Regions from separate parts of the Zea mays genome. Here region 2 is linked to region 1. Evidence: chromatin contacts called from public Hi-C data. All regions are on one chromosome and are shown on one strand. The core of a region is the stretch at or near the end of the contact, and the rest is flanking DNA. Distances in the headings are between cores, read along the strand shown.

Region 1 (6,418 bases), core at 3,180-5,679:
ATAATACTCCCTCCTTCCCAAAAATAGTATTCGTTTTAGGGTGTTAATAGATTCATACAATATTTGATGTATATGTTTTATATATGTCTAGGTTCATTTTCATCAATTTGAATATGGACAAAAAAGGCCCTAAAACGGCTAGTATACTGGGACGGAGGGTGTAATTCCTTTATATCGTTATTTGTAGTCTGTATATATATGTTGAAATTTGTATTATTAGTAGTCGGCAATGATTTCAAGTCGCCTAGTCGCCTGGTCGAACCCTAGGACCGACCAGGCGACTAGTCGCGATTAGGCGACGACTAGGGCGACTAGTTGACCCCTAGTCGGTCCTAGTCGGTCCCTGGTCGTCCTAGACTAGTGCACGACCAGCAACAAACTCTGTATAGGGCAGCTGGCCAGCAACACAGCATTGGTTGAACTGGGGGAGCAGGAGGGACAACAGCAAGTCAGCAACCATCCACTACATGCAGTACAAAGAAGGGAGAGAAGTGGAGGGAGCAGGAGGGACCTTCAGATGATGTGCTCATCTCGCCACTGGTTTGCAGCCACAGTCGGTTGGAGACTGCAGTAGTGCAGCAGGCTGCAGGACTCCAGGAGAAGGGGCAGGGACGCAGGGTGCTGTACCGCCGCCCGCCGGTGTCCAGGACTGCAAGGGCGGTGCAAGAGAGGAGAGGCAGGGGCGGTGCAAGAGAGGAGAGGAGAGGACAGAGGAGACGTGCAAAGAGCCAGTGTTGGCGGCTAGGGTAGAATAGGGGAGGAGAGGAGACTTCCAATCACTGTAGATGGGCTAAAAAAAGGCCCAATAACTGAACCCTAGCCAGGACGACCAGGTCACACAAGTCGGACGACTAGTCGCCCTAGTCGACGATTAGTCGGACGACCAGGACGACTAGGTTGTCTAGTCGAGTCGTCCACCAAATCGTGCACTAAATACCGACCAGCCCGACTAATCGCGATTAATCGCGATTAGTCGGACGACTTGAAATCATTGGTAGTCGGTATGTATATGTTGAAATTTGTATTATTAAAAACGATGGATACCATATTTTCACAGTTTTCTTTTTTTAATGGCACGTTTTGCTGGGTGCATCAATTTAATTTGCTTTATATGTTACATGGGATTCTTCCGTACCAATGTGCTTTATTTTTCACAACCGTGCTCTTTCTTCTTTAGTGTGGACAAGGGAATACAGATGATGTTTTAAGTCCAACGTGTGTATCGTCTATCCTGGGAATCAAGATGCAAGATGTTGCCGCAGGTTTGTGGCACACTGTATGTACATCTGTAGATGGTGATGTGTATTCGTTTGGAGGAAACCAGTTTGGACAGCTTGGCACTGGTTCTGATCAGGCTGAGGTATAAAGTTTTCGATGTTAATAGATGCCACTATAGTCAACATACTTTTTTGGTCCATAGAGATGCCGTTAGTTTTGGATGATATCCACCTATCTGATGACATTTGGCATCTTTGTATTTCAATGCAGACTCTTCCAAAATTGGTAGATGCTACAAGCCTGGAGAATAAGAACGCCAGATCCGTTTCTTGTGGAGCTCGCCATAGTGCTATTATAACAGGTAACTTTTAGTTCGAATGTTTGTTTATGGGGATCTCAATTGTGTCATCTTGTATGCACATTTGCTTTTCTTACATAACTACACTACTTATGTAGGTTTATATGAGTACTGATCTTCATTTACTTGTATCTTGCTATTAGCTTTATTATATACGACGATTGCCTTGCTGCAAATGGACCTAACGTTACCTCATCCTTGGATGCTCTCATTTGTATCGAGAACAAAACGTTCTGTGTTAATCAGTGACTGAACTGATTTATCATTGAGCAACTCACGAGTAGATTTTTCTTCTTTTGATTATTTCATTAAGTTATTCTTGCCAAGTTGAACCGGTAGAAGCATCACAAGGATACATACTGATCCCTCAGGTTTACTGGAAGTAGACCAGGGGCAGAACTAAGGCCTTATTCATTTATTCCTATCCCATATGGATTGTATAGGATTAGAAAAAAATATGAAAGATTTAGACTTGTTTGGGAATTAAACCCACTCAATCCACATGGATTGAGAGCAAAACTAACAAGCCCTAAGGTGGTGGAAAAAAATGTGTCCATAGAAATGGAAAGGGGTTAACTATCTATATTACCAATAAGTTTTTCCATCTGACAAGGGTTACACAACTATTGCAGATGAAGGTGAGGTATTCTGCTGGGGATGGAACAAGTATGGCCAGGTGGGTGCCCCTTAACATACCTTTTGCATAAACATATTGGATTGTAAAATTAGCTGTGGTCTATCGAATCTGTGGTCGTTTATGCAGCTTGGCCTTGGCGACTCAATGGACAGGAACGTGCCTTGCAGTGTACGTGTGGACGCTTACCACCCGCTAAACGTATCATGTGGCTGGTGGCACACCTTGGTGCTCGCGGAGTCGCCTGCTTGAAACCTGACAAAGAAATTACCTTAGATTGACAATTTTGTTAGGAACTTGTAGGCTCGTGCAGGTACGGTGATGCTGCATTTCATCGTGTACATACATGGCAGTGCATACAGATATGTGTATTCATTCTTTGCGGTGCGCTCTTCGACCTGTGCGACGTAGACGAAAGCTTGTATCGCACTGCGTATACAGTTGAATAGGCTTGCCTCGACAAATTGTGCTCGAAACTGGGATCTACAACTCTTGACAGGTTACGCTGCTGCTCCATTGCTAGTAGTGGAAAATTTTCCACAAGCAACAATGCAAGACAGGGTAACCGGTTTACGTGATTGCTAACTCCGGACGGACGTGATCCTCGTTACAGAAGATGGATTTGACATCGATATCATTAGGGCTCGTTTGGGAGCCTCATAACCGGTAAACCCATGTCGTCCAGTACCCGTGTGGGAAAATACCTGTGTGAGCTATGTGGCGTTTGGAAGCCCACGGGAGGGGAAAGTATCACCTGTGCTGGGACCGGTTTTCACGGGTGGAGAAAACACGCCTCCGAAGGCCGGACACGCAACACTCGCCGAGGCTCCAGCTCCACTTCCCGTCTCGTCTCCTTCTTTCGATTCAGCCGCCACAGCCCTCAGCCACCGCCGTCGCCACCTGCCTCGCCCACCGCCTCTGAGGAAGAAGACGTGGATTCGAGGGTTGACCGCTGAGAAAGAAGACGCTACTCCCTGTCTCGCCTCCTCTTCTAGATCCAGCCGCCGCCGTCTCACCCACGGATCTGAGGAAGAAGACGCAGATATGGTGAGCTTCCACCCTTTTTGGCTTCTGTCCATCGCTGGCGCGCGGACCTCCCTCCTCTGTTGGTCCTTCTTAGGTTTTTATGCCTCTAATTGTCTCTTTCCTAACATGCAGAATTGCATTGGTGCCATAGACGGTACTCATATTCCATCACTATTTCAGAAGACAAGGCCGCTCCATACAGAAATAGGAAAGGGTCTTTATCCCATAATGTTATGGTAGCTTGCGATTTTGATCTAAACTTTACCTTCATTTCGTGTGGATGGGAAGGATCCGCATCAGATGCTGGGGTTCTTCGTTCAGCACTTGGCAGAGGATTCCATGTGCCAGAAGGAAAGTTTTATCTTGTCGATGGTGGATATGCAAATACAACATCATTCATTGCCCCTTATCGAGGAGTTCGGTACCACTTAAGCGAGTTTAGGAGTCGACGTTCCTATGCCAACTACAAAGAGCTCTTTAACCATCGCCATGCAATCCTTCGAAACCATATAGAGAGGGCTATAGGTGTCTTGAAGAAGAGGTTTCCTATTCTAAAAGTTGGAACCTTCAATCCTATTCAGTCTCAGGTTAAGATTCCAGCGGCAGCAGCTGTCTTTCATAATGTAATTAAACAACATAATGGCCAAGAAGAGTGGCTAGATCACCTCCCAAGCAACATTGAACCGTCTCAATATGTCGATGTCCCGGAGGGAGAAGTCAACTACCCTACCGGCTCAGAGTCTGTTGATGGAAACAATTTAAGGGATGACATTGCGATGCAGATGTGGGTTGTACATAATGTTTAGTTGATGTGATAGCACTTGTATCGTTATTTATGTACTTGATGCACCTAATATTTGTATCTTATTTATGTACTTCTTGCACACAATTTAATTTTTATGTGTAATTTAAAATAGTAATGGCAGAGGAAGCATCTAGGGCGAATTAGAACTTCTTATATGAGAAGGGTTTAATTGAAGTATTAACTGAGCACAAGGTTGATGCCCGATTTAAGGGACAAAATGGTTGGAACTCAGATGGTTGGAGAAGCATCACTTGTAAGTTCAATGAGAAATTCCCCTCAGCACATTTTACAAAGCAACAACTTCAAGACAAGGAGAAAGATTTGAAAGCAAGCTACAAGGCCATAAGCAACGCAAAGAATGAGAGTGGTGTAGGATGGAATGAGACTATGGGGATGATATCAGCTGAACCAAATTTGTGGGAGAAGTGTGCACGTGTAAGTTATTCTCTCTCTTTTGACAATGTAGTATCATTCCAAAACATGCCTTCGTACTAAATATATGTTGTATTCAACAGAAATTCCCCAAATTAAAGAAGCATCGCAAGAATGGTTTCCTCTGTTTAGGAGCTGTGAGGCCTTGTATGAAGGTAAAGTCATATCTTTCTGACTTCTACTAAACTGATATGAGTTTTTAAGGAGAAATACTTTGACTTTTTTTACAGGGAGCATTGCTAGAGGTGACATGAGTTTCACTTCTACTGAACCGATGCTACATGTAGCATCTGTTAATGAACCAGTGCAACATGTACCAAGAGCGGGCAGCGAGATCAATGTTGCTCGACCAAGTGTGGGCAGTGAGACTAATGTTGCTGGACCAAGTGTGGGTAGTGAGGCTTGTGAAGTTCAGTCACCACCTTCCGGTACGTCAGTACATGGAAGCGGGAAAAAGAGGAAGAAAAGTCAAGTTGCAAGTGTTTTGGATGACTATTTGGAGCACAAGAAGAACCAAACAGATAAGACTATGGAGGCGTTCCTTGAGAAGAAGAGTCGTGGAGAGGAGTCTATGGATAGGTGTGTCCACATATTTGAAGCTATGGAGGAGTTGACAGATGAGGAGAAGGCCATTGCAGCAGAGGTGTTCGAGAATGAATTGAATCGAGAGATGTTTCTGAAGCTAATAATTCACAACGTGCGGCTGATTTGGCTTCGGAGGAAGATAAGGTATATATATATATATATATATATATATATATATATGCCCTTCCATCCTCTCTAAAAACAATTGTAAAGTCTGGAAAAAAACTTGTGTATTTACTTGCTTTCTAATTTCAGTAGGATTACATCTACCTGAGAGATGGACAAGGTGTGACTGATGGCTTCGGTGCAAACATAGGTATGCCTCACCTTTCTAAACCCATGGCCTTATGAGCAGATACATAGTTAAATGAGTATGGAATATTGCAAACCAATTAAACCAACTACAACAAACTTTATTCCCTACTGTAGCAACTTCCCCAATCTCTTATCCAACTGTTCCACTGCCTTCTGCTTTGCCTCCATCTAGCTGCTTGCACTTGTGTTAATATTTGATCATTCAATTATCTTGTTATTGCAATGTGAACAATGTTTTATGCTATTACTGAAAGTAGCCTAGAGGGGGGGGGGGGGTGAATAGGCTACACCTGAATTTTTTCACTAAAAACTTCGAGAAAGGTTAAATTAAAGTTGCACTGGTGCAATCCGCTTCAGTTGATTTTGTTCACAACTGAACAAGTTTGAACCTGCTCAACTTAGATAAACAAATATTACGAAGTAGTGAAAGATTTTGCTAATGACTTGCCCTACGCAAGATCTACTCGAATAGATAATATGAACCAACCAACAAATTTAAAGTGCTTAACAAGAACACACAAGAACACGCGATATAACCCGAGGTTCGGCAACCACCACAAAGGTGTCCTACTCCTCGTTGAGGAGCCCACAAAGGGCCGGGTCTTTTCCAACCCTAATCCTCCACAAACCGACCACAAAGGTCAAGGCAATCTCTTCTCAAATATGCTCAAAGAGCGGGTGATACAAACTTCTTGGGGTCGTCCACAAATTTGGAGACTCCCAAGCAACCTCTAACCGTCAAGGAACGCAAGGTTCCAAGAGTAACAAATCCGCACAAGGTTAAGTTTGCAACGAGCTCAAGAACAAAGAGAATAGGAGAATCGAGATGAAAATGACAGCGTGTTAGATCGAGTTCACCTCACACCAAGGATCCTTCAAGCGATTGAAGGAGATGTGATTGCGGGTGTGAAAGGTGAAATGAATGCACTTGTTGAGAGTTTGGTCAACCAAGATTTCGTGGGAGGAGCAGAAGTAAATGAGAGAGAGAGTGTGAGGGGTTATATAAAGGATCCCCCAAAAGCTGGCAGCCGTTGGGAGAAAAAGA
Region 2 (7,005 bases), core at 4,202-6,701, 140 kb before region 1:
CAAAGCCCAACTCCGTGTGGGCTCCCCCGACCTACCCGGGCCCGGCCGGTCGTTGACGCGATTGCGCAGAAGGAAATCGTACGCAGGGACGAGAAACCAGACTACTCATGACCAACAAATTGTTGAACTGCAGTTTTCTACAGCAGTACTTGCACTCTGGAGTCTGGTCCCTGCCTCCCAGAATGGCAGCAGTAACCTTTGTACTTGCACTGCAGCTACAAACTGACGCAGGATTCTGACTTTGGGTGTAAACGATGATCGGCGAGGAAAAGGGCGAGCGGCATTTGTTGCGAAAGTACGCATTATAGTCCCGGTTTCACATTACTTGTCAGCCTGCTTGTGGTTTCTATATATTATTATATATGTAGTTTCTTTATAGAACTTTATTATATAACAATTAACACATACCAACCTAAACTGTAGTGGTTAGAGGCAGGACCGCAGGAGCGTAGCCACTGGATGGTCCAGGTGCATTCTGTCATACCCTAAATTGGCCCAACGGACCACGAGTCCATGAAGGTCCAGAAAAAATATTGACACCATCAATGTATTTTGTGCCTGATGTTTTTTTTACTATTTCATATTATATTTGTATTCTAATTATGCACTTATGAACTTAAATGTTAAATATATAATTTTAAATGTTATTTTTATTTCTATATCCTAAATTGTATACCAAATTGTTACGGATTATATTGGGTTTCTAGAGACTAATTTGTAGTCTCTACATTTTATTTTATTTGTCTATAAATTGTCAAATGCGGACATATTTAGCAATTTAGGACATAAAATGTATTAAAATAGAGTGACTAAAACTTAGAATCTAGTTCTCGTTTGGTTTGATGGACTAAAGATTAGTCCTTCCATTTTAGTCACCTTTACTCCCTAAATTATCAAACATTGAAACTAAAACAGGTACTAAACTTTTTTAGTCTCTGATCCCTCAAGAGTTGACTACAAATGCCTAAACCATATTAATTACAACTTTTATCACTTCTTTATTTCAGTTATACTAACGGAGGAGAATACTGGCGAGTATGGAGTAAAGATAGAGACTCAAGGCCGGGTCGTTGCGCTCCAGGTTAAAACAGAGTTTGCGCGTGTCCCCGCACCCAGCAGCACTCCCAATGATTTCGATCTGGTCGTCCTCTTTGCCACATCTGAAGGGGTAACCAGAAGCCGAGAAAACGAAATTGAAAAGCGTCCTTGTGTGTCGATGGTGCGCTGATCGGAGCCGCGCGGACTGACATGCACACGGAGTCACTCAAAAACGAGTGAGGGCTGTGCAGCGGGAAGTGTGAGGAGCGGGGACGTTGCCGTCGCAGGTCCAAGACGAGTGGACGTTCAGAGTTGAGAGCAGACAGCAGAGTGTGAGAAAGCGACGGATCTATCTACGGATCCGTCAGGTCAGACGTTTCCTTTTTCCACTGTCGGCCCGCGCAAACTATCTACAGAAAATTCCTGGTATGCCATCAGATTTTATACTCATCCCTTGTGTGCCACTGAGTGGCATATAGGTATATTTTTTGGTGTCTATGACATGTGGGGCCAGTGGCATACAAGGAATGAGTATATTTTCCAGTGGCATACAGGGAATTGGCCCAACTATCTACGGATCGCGATGTCCGCTTTGCATTGCATGCAAAGAACTCCCTGTTTTGCCGCTTTTATGGGCCAACAGTGTTGCTTCGCCGGAACAAGTAGAACCAATGGGCCTAATATTCTGTACAGGCCGTTTTACAAAAGCCATTAGCCCGTTAGGTCATTGCTGTATGCATCTTGACGCCCATAAATCATGGGCTAGGCTTGTATATATCCAATTCTTTTTAGTATTTTGTTAATCTGCCTTATAAAAAATTCTTGTTAATCTGTTGAGGGTACTACTGATGGCCACGCACAATATCCTTTGCACTGGATACTACTTGTCAAAAAGTCTTTCACATAATTGTCCTAGCTCGTACATGATTACCACAAATGTCGGAATGAATGTCTTCGAGTAATTGATGCTTTCCCTCACTGGTCAACGCACATCTCATTACAATTCACGAGGCACTCTTTCTATATACCTCGTCATTAATCATTGCATAAGTTTTGGCCTTGCATTAGGGCATGTACAACCTAAACACTGCTGCACGGTACTCCAAGTATAAGACACAACTAAAACATAACATAATACAGTGGTCATGTCTAAAACATATGTCTTACCATATTTATTGTACTAATCAGAGTATTCAATAAATTAAAGTGATCAATCAGCTGGTCTCTTGTCTCGAACATAAAGCTAAGACACAGTGTCTTCGTCAAGATACATGTCTTGAGTTTTTTTACAATCATCCCACTAAACACACTCCAAGACACAACTTAAGACACTCATTGTACATGCCCTGTCCTTAGAGATGGAATACCTGTTTTAATTGGTGGCAGTGTCTTGTCTTGGAGGGACTGAATAAAGGGAGTATGTCAATTCGAGTCGATGACCATAACCTTGGGCGGGCCGATGCTGGGGAACTTGGGATCTAACCTGCAAGGTGACTCAACTTAAGGCTTGTTCGGTTAGCTCTTAATCCATGTGGATTGAGTGAGATTGGGTGGGTTTAAATCCAAAGCAAGTTAAATTTCTTCATAATTTTTTCGAATCCCGTCCAATGCATAGATAAAGGGATTAACCGAACAAGGCCTGATGGAGATATAGAAAGACCTCTGATGGGACTAATGCTCTTGACAATCCCAATTTCAGCAGGACATTTGCTTTCTCGTTTTTTTTTCTTCTCAAAGTGTATGCAAAAACTCAATACTATCAAATCCATTTTGAGTTCAAAGCACGAGCAAGGGAGGCTTTGATCCTTGACAATACTCGTCACTCAGGTATGGAAGGAGAGAAACAACATGTTATATAGTTAAGCAGACTGAATCCACAAACTATAGCGTTATGCACAACATTAAATACAGTATGAGGCAGGCTTTTGATCACAACGGAAGCAAAACAGCTTTCTCGTCTCTTTCATCTTGATTGAACTGAGATTTTTATTTTACTTTTAAGGCTGAGGTCTTGAGCTTCATTGTTGTTTAGTTTTGTTCTATGCTTCAGTTGTGCCTGTACAGTACCCATCTATATTTAACTTTCTTATTTTTAATATCGTGGGCAGCTCTGTCCGTCTCGTTTGAGAAATAGATGATCCACATAAAAATTGAAATTTGGTGCTTAATGTGCTCTTTTTTCTTTCTTTCTTTCTCTTTTGTACCATATTCTTTCTTTGTTTTGTTTTTCTCTGTCTTTTCCTCCTGGGTTTAGTCCTCACGTTTTGCATTAGAATTTCTCTCTAATAATTTAATGTTCAAGTGTGGATATCTACTTTTGCTTTATAGCATCCTCGTAAACACATAATGCTATCTTAGAATAGCGGTGTCGTGGTTTTGGAAACCGAGAGACAATATATTCGTGCTATCTTAAAATAGAAATTTCTTGGAAAAATGGGATTTCCAAATTAGCTCTTAGAATTGAGAAACTGATTGAGATAAAGACATGCCAATATGTGGAGAATGAGAAAAGAGGTTGGGTAGCACTCAGCGAGATGTTTGCTCATACGTTTGGTTCCAGTTGTCCATCAGAAATGAAGGCACAAGCATAAGGGCGGTGTTTTCCTCTATGGATCGGAAACTAAACAGAGTTCCTAGTAGAGAAAGCAAGAGGTAAGGCAGTCCTGCATCGTCAGTTCGCCACTGATAGTGATTTTCAAGGGCGTCAGCCATGTTCTTTTCAGGCCAAAATTCTTCTCCAGCGTTCGTCCCCTTTGTCCACACGTCACGCCGTTGCCGCATGATGGCAGTTGTTTCTTTCAAGCAGAGTGGCATCGATTGCATGTAGGAGTATACTGTATACATGCATGACGGAGTAGGTGTGTTTTTTAGTTCTCTGCGTGCAAGCCTGAAAGAGCGAGGAAACGTTTACCACGCCAGAGACGCCACCAAGAAATTGACTTGTACGACTTGCAAACGGGCATCATAAACAGGTAACGCGCTACGACATATACTCGCATACGTGGTGCATCTACACAACAGTCCCGCACCCGATAATGAAATGAGAGTAATTTTATCGACGCGCATTGAGAGCTTATTTGGATACTCTATTATTCATCCAAATACACATGAGTTAAAGACAATTGAGGCGTAAATTAAACTAATTTATATATAATCTATCTCAAACCATATGTATCGTGGTGAATAATAGACTCTTCAAACATAGCCGGCTGATCTGATTTCACCCGCTTTCATTGTCATGCTTGCCATATCATAGCAAATCCGAAGCGAGCACGAAAAGAATGGCGATCACTGTGGTTGCAGCCCTTACACAGGCTGCTTTACCACTTCACTGACAGACCGCAGGTACTACCTGCTGCAGCGACCACTCTATTACCAGTACGTACCTGGTAGTACGTACATGCGCCGAGCTACTGTGTACGGTTACCAACCAAAATGACGCGTGTTCGCGGCGCCGTGGAAGTGCGCGCCGGCCCGAGTTTCCCCCATACCGAACCGAGCCGACGAGCGGTGACTCAGCATGCACCAGCTGCCCCCCATTCGGCGCCTGCCCGCATGCAGTGCACCGGGCCACCGCCGCTCGGCACTGGCAGGCACCAGCAAGCCCGCAACGTGCGGCACACCGCACACCGGACTGTCAGCCGCGGCCGGCCGCGCCCCCTGCATCTTGCAGCGGCAGTTCTCTCATCTCTGCACGGCGTGGCTCCTATCTGCGTGCGCCTCGCTTTTTCCCAGGTTCACCTCCCCTCGCCCCCATCGTGGCCACGCCAGCGCCCAACCACCGCTCGCCGGCCCGCCTCCCCCCACGCAAGCCCTGTACACGTGTCCACCGGTACCGCGACCGACCACCTTCCCACTGATTGCGACCGCCCCAACCACGTGTCCCTTCTCCATCACTACACCCGTTCCCTCGTGCTCCCGCCCTGAGACTCTCTTTCTCGCTGGCAGGTGGGCGACGCTTCAGCCAGTCCCCACATGTCATCGAATCCTGAACAAAGAGCGGTAGGGAAGAGTACGTACTACTGTGGAGTCCGGATATTTTTCTGGGCAGCCCGAGAGACAGAACCCATGTGGTGGGGACCGCAATAGTAGGCATCAATAAATCAGCTGCCGAGGCGGACTGCCCCACCCACCCCAGGAGCGCCACGTGTGTGCAGCACAGGGATTAGGCGATAAACACACCATCAAACTTCCTCGTGGGCCCGCACCTCGCCCGCCTCGGTGGCCGATGCACACCACGTGTCGATCGCGCTGAGCAAGATACCGGCACGCGTCCGGATCCTGCCGGGACGGACGGCCCCGGTGCGCCGGACCAGGAGCACGTCGCAACAGCTGTACGTGTCGAGGCGCTGCCCGTGACGGCGACGGCCCCCCTGCCCGGCTGCCCCTGCCCGCCTCGCCTCGCCTCTCTTGTACTGCCCCCACGAAGCATTCGTGCTCGTTTCGCCTCGCGCCCGCGCTGCTGTCCTGCTGCTGCTATTTTGCCATTGCATCCATTTCCGGGGGACGGAGTGGAGGAGGAGGGCGTCGCCTGCGTTGCTTCGCGTGGGAAGCGTAGCGTGCTTCGTTTAGGCCTCTCGCCAATATCCGAGGGTTAATCTAGAGAGGCCTTTGGCTTTGCCAGACGCGCCTGTACGCGCCTTTCTGGGAGGCAGCCGCTTGCTCTCGCCTCCAATGGCCGAGATCTGCTGCGAAGAAGCCAAGTCCACGCCGGCGACCGCCGTGGCTGCGGCTTCAGTCTCCGCCACGGCCGCTGCGGCCGCCGCCGTGGCAGTGGCCTCCTCGGCGTTAGAGAGGAGGCGACGCAGGTTGGAGATGAGGAGGTTCCGCGTCGCGGGCGATCCCGAGGCGCCGGTCGCGGAGGACGTCCGCGCCGCCAAGCGGCAGAGGCTGGCGCGCACGCTGTCCAGCACCTGCCCCGACGCGGGCTCAGGCTCGGGCTCGGACTCCGACAGGCCTGCCCTACCGGAGCGGTTGCCCAGGTACGGGGTCACCTCCGTCTGCGGCCGACGCCGCGAGATGGAGGACACGGTCTCCGTTAGGCCGGACTTTGTGCCCGGCACCAGCAAACAGCACTTCTTCGGCGTCTTCGACGGCCACGGCTGCTCCCACGTACGCCATACTCGTACACGACGCGCGCGCATCTAGGAGTTTAAATCCCTTTTGCGGAGTTCTGTATGCTGATCGCAGTTTCGCGCTTTTGCTGTAGGTAGCAACCATGTGCCAGAACATGATGCACGAGGTGGTCGCGGACGAGCACAGGAAGGCAGATTGTTCTGGCGAAGAGACGGCGTGGAAGGCCGTGATGGAGAGGAGCTTCGCGCGACTGGACGAGCAGGCCGCCAGCTGGGCGACCAGCCGCAGCCGCGACGAGCCCTCCTGCAGGTGCGAGCAGCAGAAGCCCTTGCGTTGCGATCACGTGGGGTCCACCGCCGTGGTCGCCGTCGTCAGCCCCACCCACGTTGTCGTCGCCAACGCCGGCGACTCCCGCGCCGTCCTATCCCGCGCCGGCGTCCCCGTTCCGCTGTCCGTCGACCACAAGGTCTGTATACTCGTGCATCACGGGGCTGAGGGCGCTGCGCCTCCTCCCCTGTCCCCTCCCCGCGTCTTCGTCGCCTGTCCGTGAGCCTGACGTGCTCAACTTCCTGATTCGTTCAGCCTGACCGGCCTGACGAGCTGGCGCGCATCAAGGCGGCGGGCGGCCGCGTCATTTACTGGGACGGTGCTCGTGTTCTCGGCGTCCTCGCCATGTCTCGAGCCATAGGTGAGCTGGGCTCATTCGGGGTCGTTTTGGGTCCACTCGTTGGACTTGAACTGACGGGTTTATGCGCGCGCGTGCAGGCGACGGATACCTGAAGCCGTTCGTGTCGTCGGAGCCGGAGGTAACGGTGACGGAGCGCACCGACGACGACGAGTGCCTGATCCTGGCCAGCGACGGCCTGTGGGACGTCGTGACCAACGAGATGG

The links. A called contact is a pair of places that touch in the nucleus more often than the background predicts.
Region 2: a contact with region 1 is called in a Hi-C map of ear, with 1.5 times the contacts expected there. The contact joins the promoter of LOC103636504 here to the promoter of LOC103637535 in region 1. A contact is called at or near these places in 3 of 25 Hi-C or Micro-C datasets (ear, endosperm and leaf).

Annotation. Positions count from the first base shown.
Region 1 is chr8:174,861,510-174,867,927 of Zm-B73-REFERENCE-NAM-5.0, reverse strand. It overlaps LOC103637535, which reads left to right and starts at 4,429. Exons shown (of 5, transcript XM_020543238.1): 1 at 4,429-4,476; 2 at 4,557-4,620; 3 at 4,704-5,202. The coding sequence starts at 4,429. LOC103636503 (ultraviolet-B receptor UVR8) reads left to right here. Exons shown (of 11, transcript XM_008658845.3): 8 at 1,178-1,360; 9 at 1,489-1,579; 10 at 2,209-2,252; 11 at 2,340-2,686. The coding sequence ends at 2,462.
Region 2 is chr8:175,000,888-175,007,892 of Zm-B73-REFERENCE-NAM-5.0, reverse strand. It overlaps LOC103636504, which reads left to right and starts at 5,451. Exons shown (of 4, transcript NM_001365402.1): 1 at 5,451-6,150; 2 at 6,248-6,580; 3 at 6,697-6,802; 4 at 6,880-7,005. The coding sequence starts at 5,713.